2 separate regions of the Gossypium arboreum genome follow, and region 1 is linked to region 2. A link is a contact called in public Hi-C data. All regions are on one chromosome and are shown on one strand. Each heading gives the region's core, a stretch centred on a gene start, on an enhancer-like site or on the middle of the called end of the contact. The rest is flanking DNA. Distances are from core to core; before and after follow the strand shown.

What was found. Hi-C and Micro-C count contacts between places; a contact is called where the count stands out from the background.
Region 1: a Hi-C map of leaf shows a contact between it and region 2, with 1.6 times the contacts expected there. The contact joins the promoter of LOC108465104 here to the promoter of LOC108473835 in region 2. A contact is called at or near these places in 2 of 5 Hi-C or Micro-C datasets (both in leaf).

What each region holds. Positions count from the first base shown.
Region 1 is chr3:66,357,720-66,364,118 of ASM2569848v2, forward strand. It overlaps LOC108465104 (E3 ubiquitin-protein ligase PRT1-like), which reads right to left and starts at 2,594. Exons shown (of 7, transcript XM_017765416.2): 1 at 2,326-2,594; 2 at 1,474-1,502; 3 at 1,217-1,396; 4 at 303-683; 5 at 53-217. The coding sequence starts at 2,501.
Region 2 is chr3:66,220,995-66,227,196 of ASM2569848v2, forward strand. LOC108473835 (26S proteasome non-ATPase regulatory subunit 1 homolog A-like) reads right to left here and starts at 3,563. Exons shown (of 13, transcript XM_017775618.2): 1 at 3,205-3,563; 2 at 2,214-2,283; 3 at 1,597-1,702; 4 at 1,275-1,386; 5 at 1,043-1,199; 6 at 410-882; 7 at 174-309; 8 at 1-82. The coding sequence starts at 3,365.

The DNA of each region.
Region 1 (6,399 bases), core at 1,344-3,843, 140 kb after region 2:
TGAACATAAATGATATAAACATCATATATAATTCTGAGAGCAGGATACTAACAATTGGGTTCTTTGAGTCTTTCTGAATATTCCTCAGGAAACTGCTTTGCCAAGAAATGGTGTAGAATCAAACAAACACCCGGAAACCCATTTGGTTGCAAGCTTTCACAAACTTGACACCTGAGCATTTCATCCTTTGGAATAACAAAACAAGTTTCACAATATACTGCACCAAAGAAGAGAGAAAAGCATGTGGTAAACAATAATATCCTCTAATCCTTTTGACACAAATGGAAAGAATTATAAACTACCATGGCCACAATTGAGAACAACTGGTCGAAAGAGCAACCTATTGCATGCAGCACAGAGTAAATCAGCAACAGAAACCACCTTTTCATCTCTACGTTCAGAATCATTGCTTAGCGAAGTCTTTCCTTGGTTCAAAGCAATTGCATCAACTTCAAGACTCTCTGAATTACTCGTTATGCCATTTTCATCCTCCATAGTTGTTTTAGGTGAATCTCTGAATGATGATGATTCTAAAATATTTGAAAAACTTTCTGAATGCCCGTCCATTTGGAGATGAGCACAGGTGTTGTTATTCCTCAGAATATCTGAATTCTCACAAAGATTTGGTTCAACTAAATTTTGATCAAACTGAAGTGAGAAGTGGCCAGCTCTCTTCTCTTCTTCTGAACAAGGAAACAACAAATAAATCATTTTCCAACTCTTGAAGAGGTGGGGACAGGTGGGAGGGGAGTCTATGGAAAAAAAGTTTCTCCACCTGACAAGAAGCAAATTTTAGTCTTTCAAATGACCAAAAAGGACTTTGGTCAAAAGTTTTATCTTCCATGCATCAGTAAGAATTTCCACACAGACTGTTTCATACTAATTTATCATAATAAATCTGATTTTACAGGAGCGAGTTAGTACTATGCAACTAGTTGGTAATTCACATCATCACAGTGTACAAGTATCTGCAGCATTTAGGAGCAATGTTGAACTTCATCATTTCAATATTTGTTTTCTGGCTACTAGGTAGAAGAGATGTCCGTATCACAATAATCACTTCTCTACAAGCAGGAAATATTTAAAAGTTCACTAAAGCTTTAAGATGATTTAGTCAATTCACCAAAAAATGATAAAAGCAATTTTTCCAGCCAAAACATATAATTTATTAACAAATATTTTAGCATTTAAAGAAGAGGAGAAAGAATAAAGATACCTCTCACTTGTCTTTCCCTTCTATTATAAGCTACAGGATACAGCTTCAGGAGCAAAAAATGCAGCATCTGACAGACACTTGGGAAATGATTGTATGGGCACCGACAAATGGGGCAATGGGACTCATGAACATGATTCATTGCATTGTAGACACACCAAAAGCATGACATATGCCCACAGGCTGCGAATATGGAATGTAAAGGCAGCTTACAGGTAAAATCACACATCAAAACTTAGTTAAGCATATTGCTTGCTTACCTAATACAACAGGCTTGTAAAGTAGTTCCCTGAAAAACAGAAGGAAATCACCTTCAAACAAAGAGCTTCGATAAACTAAAAAGTACACCCAAATTGCAAGATGCTGTACACCATATAAGATCGGTGACCAAACACTTCACTTCTGCTCATTGATTGATATATGATTCTTTTTCACTAATAAATTCCCAGAAGAAAAGAATTAAAAGCATAATGAAAAGAATGAATTATATGCTGTTATGACAATAAATGGAAGAACACAGCAACGAAGTAAACAAGTAGGAGTTGCGATAGAAATTAATGATACCCACATATTAATTCAAAATTTGGAAGTTTCGTAACAAGTATGCTTTCTTCTAGCCACTAAAAGAATTCATTACTTAAATCAATAATCTGAGGTAAGGTCAAATTACAGTCATCAAATATCCACTAAGATGCTATGCAAGCTTTACCTAAGCTTGCTTTCTCAAACCTTTATATAAGTCTAACAATATATTGTTCCTATCTAAAATTATTACGTATAAACAATTCTATAATATCAATCTACCGAATCGCCTCCCAGCTAAATCTTGTATGCCTAACGGAAATTCGAAGTAGCATCTATCTATATCCCTAAAAATTGCATTTAAAATTCCTAAATTTCTAAAAACTACAATTTAATAAGATTTTTAAAAAATTAAAAAATAAAATAAAATCCTTGGGATAAGATTATACTCGGATTAATTTACCTTCCCGATCACATCACATATACTTCTGATGACAAACTCGAAACAAATTGCCCAAAAGATCATGTAATAACATATATATAGACAAATAACTAAAACAGGGGTAATTAGGAATAAAAAAAAAACTGACAGGCAAATGCAACATTGGAACTCGTCGAAGAATTCCTCAGAAGGAAGATCATTGGTTGCTTCCCTTTCCCCTTCCGCTTCACCTTTTCGTTGTTGATGTTGTTCAAGACATTCATCTTTCTTTGTTTCAGTTAGGGTTTCATCGATATTGATATTGGTTTTCTCCTCTTTCTCCATTTTTTTCCCTCTGAAACCCAAAGAAACGCGAGGAAAGTAAATAAATATATAATTAGAAAGTTGGGAGGCGACAACGGGGGAGAGATATGCTGTTTGGTTTTGCCGTTTAGGCCTTTGCTTTATGTTATGAGCTGGCATATTGGGCCTGACCGATAATGGGCTTCAAGTCAAATTTTGACTTTCTTTTTTTTTTAAATAAGAGATAATATGTAATTTAGCCCCTTGTCCATTTGTATTTGTTGGTTTCTAAATATTTTTTGAACCTAATTGTTTCCAGAATTTGTATTTTGTCAACCAGGTTTGTCCCTCCACCGAAATAGTTAATACTGTTCTGGTACAGCCAGTACACTCCGATCTAGCCAAAAAACGGAATCCTTTTGCATGCTTTTTGTTTCAACTCAAATTCCAGCTTGTTTCACTTGTACAACATTTTTCGCTATGTTTCGCTAATATCATTCAAAATGCTGTGTATCACCGGTATAAAAACTTACACCATGTTTGGTTGGAGAGAATGAGATAACATTCCCCTTTTATTCATTGAATGATAAATTATTTTTGTTTGGTTCAACGTAATACTCATTCAATAGAATGACCATTACTTCCCTATTACTTGTCTTCCCGTAATAGTTATTCTTTGGTTTCCAAATTAGTCCTTTAAAACTTGGGCTTAGAAAATATAAAAATAAAATATTTGAAATATTTTATATAATTTAATATAGAATATTTAATTTCAAAATATAATTTAAAATAAAATATTATAAACATTTTAATATAATTTAATATAATAATAATTATATTAAAATATGATTAAATTATATATTATTTTTATTAAATAATAATTATATTAAAATATGATTAAATTATTTATTATTTATTATTAAGTTATTTTTAATAATAATCCTATTAAAATTTAGGGTAAATTACACCAACAGTCACTCAACTTTGGGTTAATTGACAAAACAGTCACCTAAGTTTCATTTCAATCACTCAACTTTCGAAAAGTGACAAAACAGTCACTAACGTTATAAAAAAGTGACAAAATAGTCATTGATTAATAGTTTTAGATAGTGTGCTAACGGGACTGCTGATGTGGCAAGTTAACTTGTCACGTTGGTGAAGCATCTTATAGGTCTTGGTTTGGAGCGGCTTTAAGGAAAAAATTGAAGGGTTATGTTAGTTTAGGGTAAAAAATTAGAAGCTGGTTCTGATTAAGGGGATTTGTGAAAAAAAAAGAAAGGAAACCAATTTGGGAAAAATTGATTGTGATTTGGGTTGGTTTAGGTTTGAAACTGATTCGGGAATTGATTAAGAAGGTTGGTTTAAGGTTAGAAATCGACTCGATAATCGATTAATAGGGTTTAGGGTTAAAAATGATTAATCTTTTTCGTTTTGGGAGAAAAGAAGACGAAACCAGAAACCTATCAGTGTTTTTTATTCTCAGCGATAATTGTCAATAGAAGAGAAGCTGCCAATGTTGTTACATCTACTCTAACGGGTAAGTTTCTACATTTATTTTTTTTATTTTTTGGATTTAGGGTTATTTTGATTTCAAATTTGATTTTGATTTTGATTTTGATTTTGATTTCGATTTAGGGTTTTATTTGTTATTAATGTGCATGATAAATGAGGATTTGGTTATTAAAGCGAATGACATATAATGTGTATGGTATGCCATGCGCATGATGTTTATTGTTTGTATCAAACTGATGTTTATTGTTTGTATCTGCCATTGTATGAATGGTATTATCAAACTGATGTTTATTGTTTGTATCTGCCATTGTTTGTATCCTAGCTGCTATATTGTATATGGCAATATCAAATTTGTTATTTACCTTCTATATTGTACTGGTTATTGTCTGTTATTGCCTAGGTGTAGGGTTAAAGTGTTTGGTTATTATCTGTCATGTGCATGACAAAAATTGTTGTGCTTGTATTAAATTATTTTTGTATTGGTTGTTGTCTGCCATGTGCGTGACAGAAATGGTTGTGTTTGTATTAAATTATTTTTGTATTGGTTATTGTCTGACAGAAATGGTTAAAGTGTTGGCCTATGTTATCTGCTTTTATTGATGAGTGATTTGTTTGGCAAGTTTAATCGATGACAATTTTAATGAGAATGGAAAAGAAATGTCTGGCAGTGAAGTGTCTGGCAGTGATGCATTTGAAAGTGATGTGTCTAATAGGATAAGAGTTAATTTAGATGGTTTAAACATGGATGGTATAGAAGTAGATGAACTGTGTGATAGTGATGATTCTGGAAGGTTAGATAGTGCACATGAATCTGACCTAGAGAATGACATGAGTAATCCGAACTTAAGGTTGGAATGTTATTTAAGTCTAAAGATAGTCTAAAAGAAGCTGCCAAGCAGTATGGTAGGTTGAATAGTTATTTTATTAAGTTTCCCAAAAATGATCTAAAAAGGTTAAAGACAGTCTGTAGTAAAAAATGTTCTTGGTTCATATGGACCTCTAAACTAAACCCTAATGACCCTACTAACCAGACTTGGAAAATTAGGAGTTCAAACCCTAACCATACTTATTTTAAAGTATATAAAAATAATAATGTAACCTCAGTTTGGATAGGTGAATATTATATAGAAAAATCCATTGCTGATCTTGATTATTCTTTAAAATCATTACAACAAGATGCCAAAAGAGATTTATGTTGCATAGTCTCACTAACTAAATGTAGGAGGGGTAAACTTAGGGCATTAAAATTAATTGAAGGAGCTCATAAGACTTAATATGAGAAGATTTATGAGTATTTGTTGGAGATTGGGACCCAAAATGAGGGATAAACAACAATCTATTATCTAGATAATAGGTTGTTTGAAAGGATGTATGTCTATCTCCAAGCATGCAAAGATGGCTATAGGGCTGGTTCTAGGAGGATAGTAGGTTTAGATGGATGTTTCTTGAAGGGCTACTATGGTGGCTACTTACTTGCAACTATTGGGATAGATGCAAATAATGGCATCTATCCTATTGCATATGCTGCTGTCGAAAGTGAAAACCAAACACCATGGCTTTGGTTCTTGGAGGTGCTCATAATAGACTTGGAAATTGTGAGCCCATACCAGATATTTTTCATGTCTGACAAACAAAAGGTAAAACTCCATTTATTTATTTTTTATGTTGTTTCTATTTAGGGTTTAGGGTTTGTCAAAGAATTAAATTGTATTTTTCTAATTGCAGGGACTTTTAAAAGCAATATGCATGTTGTTTTCTAATGAAGAAACAAGACACTGTGTTAGACACCTACATGATAATTTCAAGAAGGCTGGTTTCCGAACAAATAAATTGAAAGATTTGCTTGGAAAGTTGCTAAAGCAAGTACTATAAGGGGTTTTGAGGATACAATGGATGAACTTAAGAAAAACAATCAACATGTTTATGATTAGTTGAAGGAAAAGAACCCTACTCACTAGTCAAGGTCTCACTTCTCAATTAGGAGCCATTCTGACATGTTGGTGAATAATCTTTTTGAATCCTTTAATAAGGTAAACCCCTATGTTTTATGTTTTTTTACTAATAATTAGTTGTTCATTAATCCTTTATATTGTTTACTGGTAAATGATACTGGAAGCAAAAGGAAACCTTATTCTAACCATGATGGAAACAGTAAGGAACAAAATTATGTTGCTTATTGTCAAGAAGAAAGAAGAAGCTGAAAAATGGAAAGGAATATTGTGTCCAAAGATCAGGAAAAAGCTAGATGTCAATATCAAGGATTCATTGAGGTAAAGTTACCTTTTTTAATATTTCTAATACATTTATTTTAACTTTATGTTACCGGTCACATGTTGTTTTAGTGAATGTTTTTTAATATGCATGCATTGTTTTTTAATTTGTCTGTGTATAATTGTTGGTGGAGATGATCATATGCTGTTTTTAATAT
Region 2 (6,202 bases), core at 2,313-4,812:
GCTGCAGATGTCCTCTGTGAATAACACCCAGCCCTGCTGTCGCACTAAATTTGGCCCAATTGGTGGCTCGACTTAGCCAGTCCTAATAATCAAAACAGTAATAATAAGTATACCACTATCCAATACATATATTAGTCTAAAAGAGAAAGTAAAAGCAAGACTAAAAATTTTACCAGATTTTCCCTCAGGAATGTGTCTACCGTAGTTCCAGCATGCATAATGGCATTAGCGTAGATGGTGGCAGTGTGGCATACACTATTCCTCATTTCAATGGACTGCTTTATCGTCTTCAGAATCAATAGATCGGATCTACGACAAATCAAAATCAGTAATAGCTTGTATATCCAAAAGAAACACAATCAGAATTTAGTTCAATCAAAAAATAGCACAAAAGTGACTGATGCCTCACTTGTTATGACTGTACAAGAATTGTAGAGTCAATTGTATGGATGTTTCTCCAGACAAAATCCCTTTGATTTTGTTTAGCCTCTCGGCATACACAACTTCATTAGGATCTGCATCATGCATATTAGTCATAGAAGCAGAAGATCCATCTGTCATCTGAACATCTGAAGCAGTAGAATTTTCATTTTGTGCAGGAGCAGAATCAGTGGATCCTGGTTGTTCTGATTCTGAAGGCAGAGATTTGGGAGGTGGAAGGCGATCTCTGACATTTAAGAGAAAAGCCTGGTGCTCATTCTCCACAAGATCAAACGCGACTTGCAAAGCCAAAAGAGCATCCTCTTTAGTTTCAGAACGGAGAAGTTTCTCCAATATATTAGCAACACCTTCAGGTTCATCCAAGAACATGAGACACTGACAAATACTCAAATAATCAGGAGAAGGAAGCTGTTGGTAAACTTTAACAAGAAGCCGAAGCACCTGCATGAATCAAAAAGTAATGGCATTGAGGATCATGCATTCCAAGAAAAGAGATACTAAGAAAGGAAAACAAATTGTTTTATTAACATCAAAATAACCAGTGGCTATGGCATTTACAGAAACTACAGATTATATGAAACTACTAAAATAACTTCCTTACTTCTCGGCGATAAACAAAGGAATGTGAGACATTAATGGAATATGCTAAAGTCAGATGAACATTATCACTCCTTGTTATTGCTTCCTCAAGTTTATCTAGTCTCCGGCACTCAATTGCGATTCCCATGGCTTGGTGGTATTTTCCATCCATCAGACACCTAATGAAAGAATAATAAGATAGGAAGACTAGCCCCAGAATATATTCATCAAATACAAAAGCAAGCTCTACATACCTATCCAGCATTCTCTCCACAATAGCTTCTAACCTAGGGTCAACTGATGCCACTTCAGCACTCGATTCTGCTGCCTTTGACCGAAGGCTGGCATACTCATCTATCGCCTTGGCTGAAATGAAGAGCATAATCCATCAACAGCTAGCAATGTCGAAATTAAAACAACTGAAATACAATATAAAGAACACCAAATGAACGTCTAGGTTTGTGTAAACCCTCACTTGAAGTGAAATGTAATCACCTAAGAAATACAGGGCCAATTTCAAGTAATCGAACAGTTATTAATAATTACAAACTACAGTAAATGAATCAAACTTCTTACAAAGGAGAGTATGAACATAATCAGAATCCTCAGAAACATCGAAAAGGGCGCCAGCTCCAAGAGCATAGGACAATGAATCATTGAGTTCACCCAAGTAATAGAAGACCTGAGGTGAAGAACAATATTAGCCCAAAAAAGTAGAAGTCAGCAGAGAGAGAATTAAGCAACAATCAATTAGACAGAAAGTATATACTTCTATTAGTTCTCAGTTACAAATTGTAAACACAATTCAAACAACGTTCCACAATCAAACCGCAACATTGTTTTGACATGATAAGTTACCCAATGAAAGTTATAGTATCCAAAAGTTTGTATACATAAAAATACATATAAATATATATTTGATCCATAATTGGATATCTTAAATAAGATTTTTTCCATTAATCACTCAGAAGTGAACATTTGTTGGGCGCTAAAATTTGCTAAATCAACAATATTGGTTAAGAAACTTGTCCCGAACACGCAAAGAATCAGATTTTGTAGTTCTGATTTTATTTTCCCATTTCCATAAAGAAATCGGTAGCTCAATTTCCAGGAAATATGCTAGTTATATGCATTCACTCATAAAACATATGCATGCATAGAAAAACAGACTGAGAGGAACAAGAGAAGAGGACCTTTGAGACAAGCAGCGCAGCAAGTTGTCTCTGATGCTGGTCGAATTCTTCATCTTCATACAAGCTTTCTCTGGAAACCATAAGTTTAATATCAGCATTTAAGCACGGAACTCGTGCATGCAGTACATTGCTTTAATTTGAATCACTCCACCACATAAAACTTAAATAAACTATCTAAGAGTTGAAAAACGTGATACATAAATTTAAAATAAGCTGAAGGTGGATGAATGAAGATAAACCTAGACATCCCCCTCCCCTTCAGTATATCTGTCAATATTAGCTACGACATAGAAAAAATAACTAAAATATAACAAAATCCACAACATGACATGAAAAAAGTAATATGACATAAACAAATGAATGTCTCAAAATATAAATATACAATATGATATATTAATTATCAAATTTTATATAAATATAAAATACCTTAAAAACAACCATGACACGAAATACAAGAACACAAAACAGACACAATTTACCATGTCTACCCTTAGGCCCCTACCAAAATGAATTTTTTCCAAGTGAACACAAAGCATAATCTAGTGTAAATTTTTGAAAATCACCGTTTCCATTTTCTTATTCACTCAAAAGTTATAACTTCTTAAGTAAACAAATCAGTACCCACATTGCACAACAATTGCTTTTAGTTCTTCCTAATCTAAAACTTGAAAAAATTTGTTCAAACAAGCTAGCCTGACTAAAGCAATCAATTATCACATAAGCAAAACTGCAATAATTAAGTTGAACCCCTTTTGCAAGGTAAAACCTAATTCCAAAACCATAAATTAAAACAAGCCTAATCTCCATAGTAGCAAAAATTTCAAACTAGCGCACTTACAAAATTCAAACTAATTCTCAGTAAACATCAACAAAAGTTTTCTTCACTCCGTTTTCCTTAAAACTATCCACCACCAATCAGATCAAAATAACCAAACCGCAAACCCTAACAAAAAAGAATAAGAAAAAAAATACAGAAAGTAATAAGTATTACATTATAGGAACATTGGTGGAGATCTCTGGCCAAAATTGGTCCACGAAGCTGACAAGATTAGAGAGAGCATGCAACTTCAGCAGAGGATGGCTCTCATTGAGCATCGCCAATAACCCTCCAGCCGAGCTGACCATCGTCGCCGCTGCCGCTGCCGCCGCCATTATTATTTCTCCCAAAAATAAAAATAAAAAAAAACCCCTAATTTTCTATAATTAATGGGGGCCGGCTTTCGTCAATAAAAGAAGGGTAAATTGGAGATTTTACTTTTGAAATTTTGTCGGTAAAAGAGAACCTGTAGTAATTTACTTTCTTGGCAATTTAATCCATGTATAATTTTAAAGTAAGCAAACTTCAATTATTTTTGTTGACTAGCTTCTAATGTCACTAACTTTTAAATATTATATTTTTAATTACAAAATTAATGAAAATTTTTAAATTAAATTATAATATTTTTAAATGTATAATAATTATCACAAATTCTAATAAATTCTAATTATTTTTAAATATATAATTTCACATTTTTATTTACTTTATCTTTTTATTTTAAAATGTAAATTTAATAATATGATAAAAATAAAAAGTATTCTCATTATTTCAAAAAAATTCAAACTCATGCTTTTATATATATTATAGATAAATAAGCTATATGATAAGGAACAATTTAGTCCATCAAAATAAATTATGGGTGAAATTTTCATATATAACATTTTTTTTTTTAAAAAGGTAAATTCTACTATAACACCCCTAAAATGTTTCAATTTCCTTATGAGACTTTTCTAGGAATCTGATAAGAAAATTCAATTTTGGTGAATTCAAACAATTTTTGAAAAGTTGCGAAATCTTAAAAAACCATATTAAATTATTTTTAAAATTTCAGGTTTAATCAAATACAAATAAGAGTTGAGAGGTTAAATGATAATTTTATCACCAAGGATATTATAGTCATTTTTTTATTATGGCCACATATTTTCTTCCTTTGACATTTTTGCCAGACTTTTTTATTTTAAATATCATAAAACAAATAAAAGGGGAAAATCTCCATACTGGCCATCCTAGCAGCCAAACATTACAACAAAGGAAGAGAATATTCCATTATTCTCTTCTCTTCTTTTCATCTCTACTCATTTCCTCTTCAAATTTTCATTATTTTCTTCTATTTCTTACAAAAAGCCTTTACAAAAGTTACATTTGAGCTAAAACTTCTCATCATCTACATCATGCTATCACTTAGAGTATATGAGCTTATAGTAAAAATGTTAGGGGTTTTGGTAAGAACTCTTCCCATTTTAGTATCTTAGCATTTTATTTCATGTTTACTTGCTTTGAATGAGTTGTTGTATAACACCCCCTAACTCATATCCATTGCCAGAACAAGGTTACGGAGTATTACCAATGTAACACCCCTAACTCGTATCCAACGCCGGAATAGGGTTATGAGGCATTACCGATCAATACACATCAGTCAGATATATAACACATACATTTTTGCATTCATATATAAAACCCATCCAATACATTCACATTGTCCCTTATAAGGCTCTACCAGACCTTAAAACATGCTTGGAAGTGGTTTGGAACTAAACCGATAACATTTGCAAACTTTAGGAAACACATAAAATTTTCAAACATTCAAGGGTCACATGCCCGTGTGAACAGGCCGTGTGCCTCACACAACCACCAGACACGCCCATGTCACAGGCTGTGTGAAAACAGGGCGTACATACTGACTTGCACCACATAGCCGGAGACATGTCCGTGTGTTATGGCCGTGGGAAAACTGGTGGGGTTACTGACTTGGGTCACACGGCTGCCCACACGCCTATGTGCCAGCCCGTGTGTCACATACAGCCAGTAGACACGCCCGTGTGTCTAGACCATGTCAATCCTATAGGGTATACTAACTTAAATTCGAAGGGTACCCTAGGGGACACACGACAATGTAGCATGACCGTGTGTCACACACGGCTGAGACACAAGCCCGTATGGAAAAAATAGGCTATTTGCAAAGCCAATTTGCCACCCTTTTCTCATGCACACTTAGCAACCAAAATGGTACCAATTCATCATACAATAGGCATCCCAAAATCATCAACTAAATGCACAATTCATGCCATTTTATAATCAACCATTTCACTACTCAAATCCATAAACAAAACATACCAAATCAATATGCCAAAATCATCAAACTTACATAACTTTTAAATGCATTTCCTCATCATTTTATCATCTATTTCATGCTTCAAAACATACCATTTCATCATCTCAAAACCAAGCCACAACATGTCATCTTTCCAACATTGATTCACCAATTGACAAATAGCTATACAAGCAAACATATAACCATCACAAAATATACCAAAACATAAGACCATATATATATACATCACATATATCACTTATCAAACACATAATTCAAGCTATCTTGAATGGCCATACACACCATCATTTACAAGCTAAATCTGAAGGCTAATATCATAACTCAAAACATACCAAGATGACACTAGCCTATACATGCCATATACCATATATACAAAGCTTCAAAAATACCAACAAGATGATCGATAGTGTGACGATGTTTTTAATGATCCCCGAGTCTGAGCTAGCTTCGATAATCTATAAAACAGGGAAATAACACACAAAGTAAGCTTTAAAAGCTTAGTAAGCCATATACAAATAAATTATCACATGAATCAATATCATTTCCATCAATAGGCAACTATGAGTAAACATTTATAAGATCACAAACCTTTCTCATTGTACACATATTCAATATCATAATTGAATTCATCAAATACTTCCTTTTCATTACTTGTAAGAATCTCGTACGTACCTGAACCATTTAACTCATTCACACATTCTTTCTCGACTTGACTTTGCCCATTGAACCATTCGAAATTGTTAAGGATACTCGGAATCACATAAAGCTCGCACAATGCCATATCCCAGATATGGTCGAAATCGTTAAGGATACTCGGAATCACATAAAGCTCGCACAATG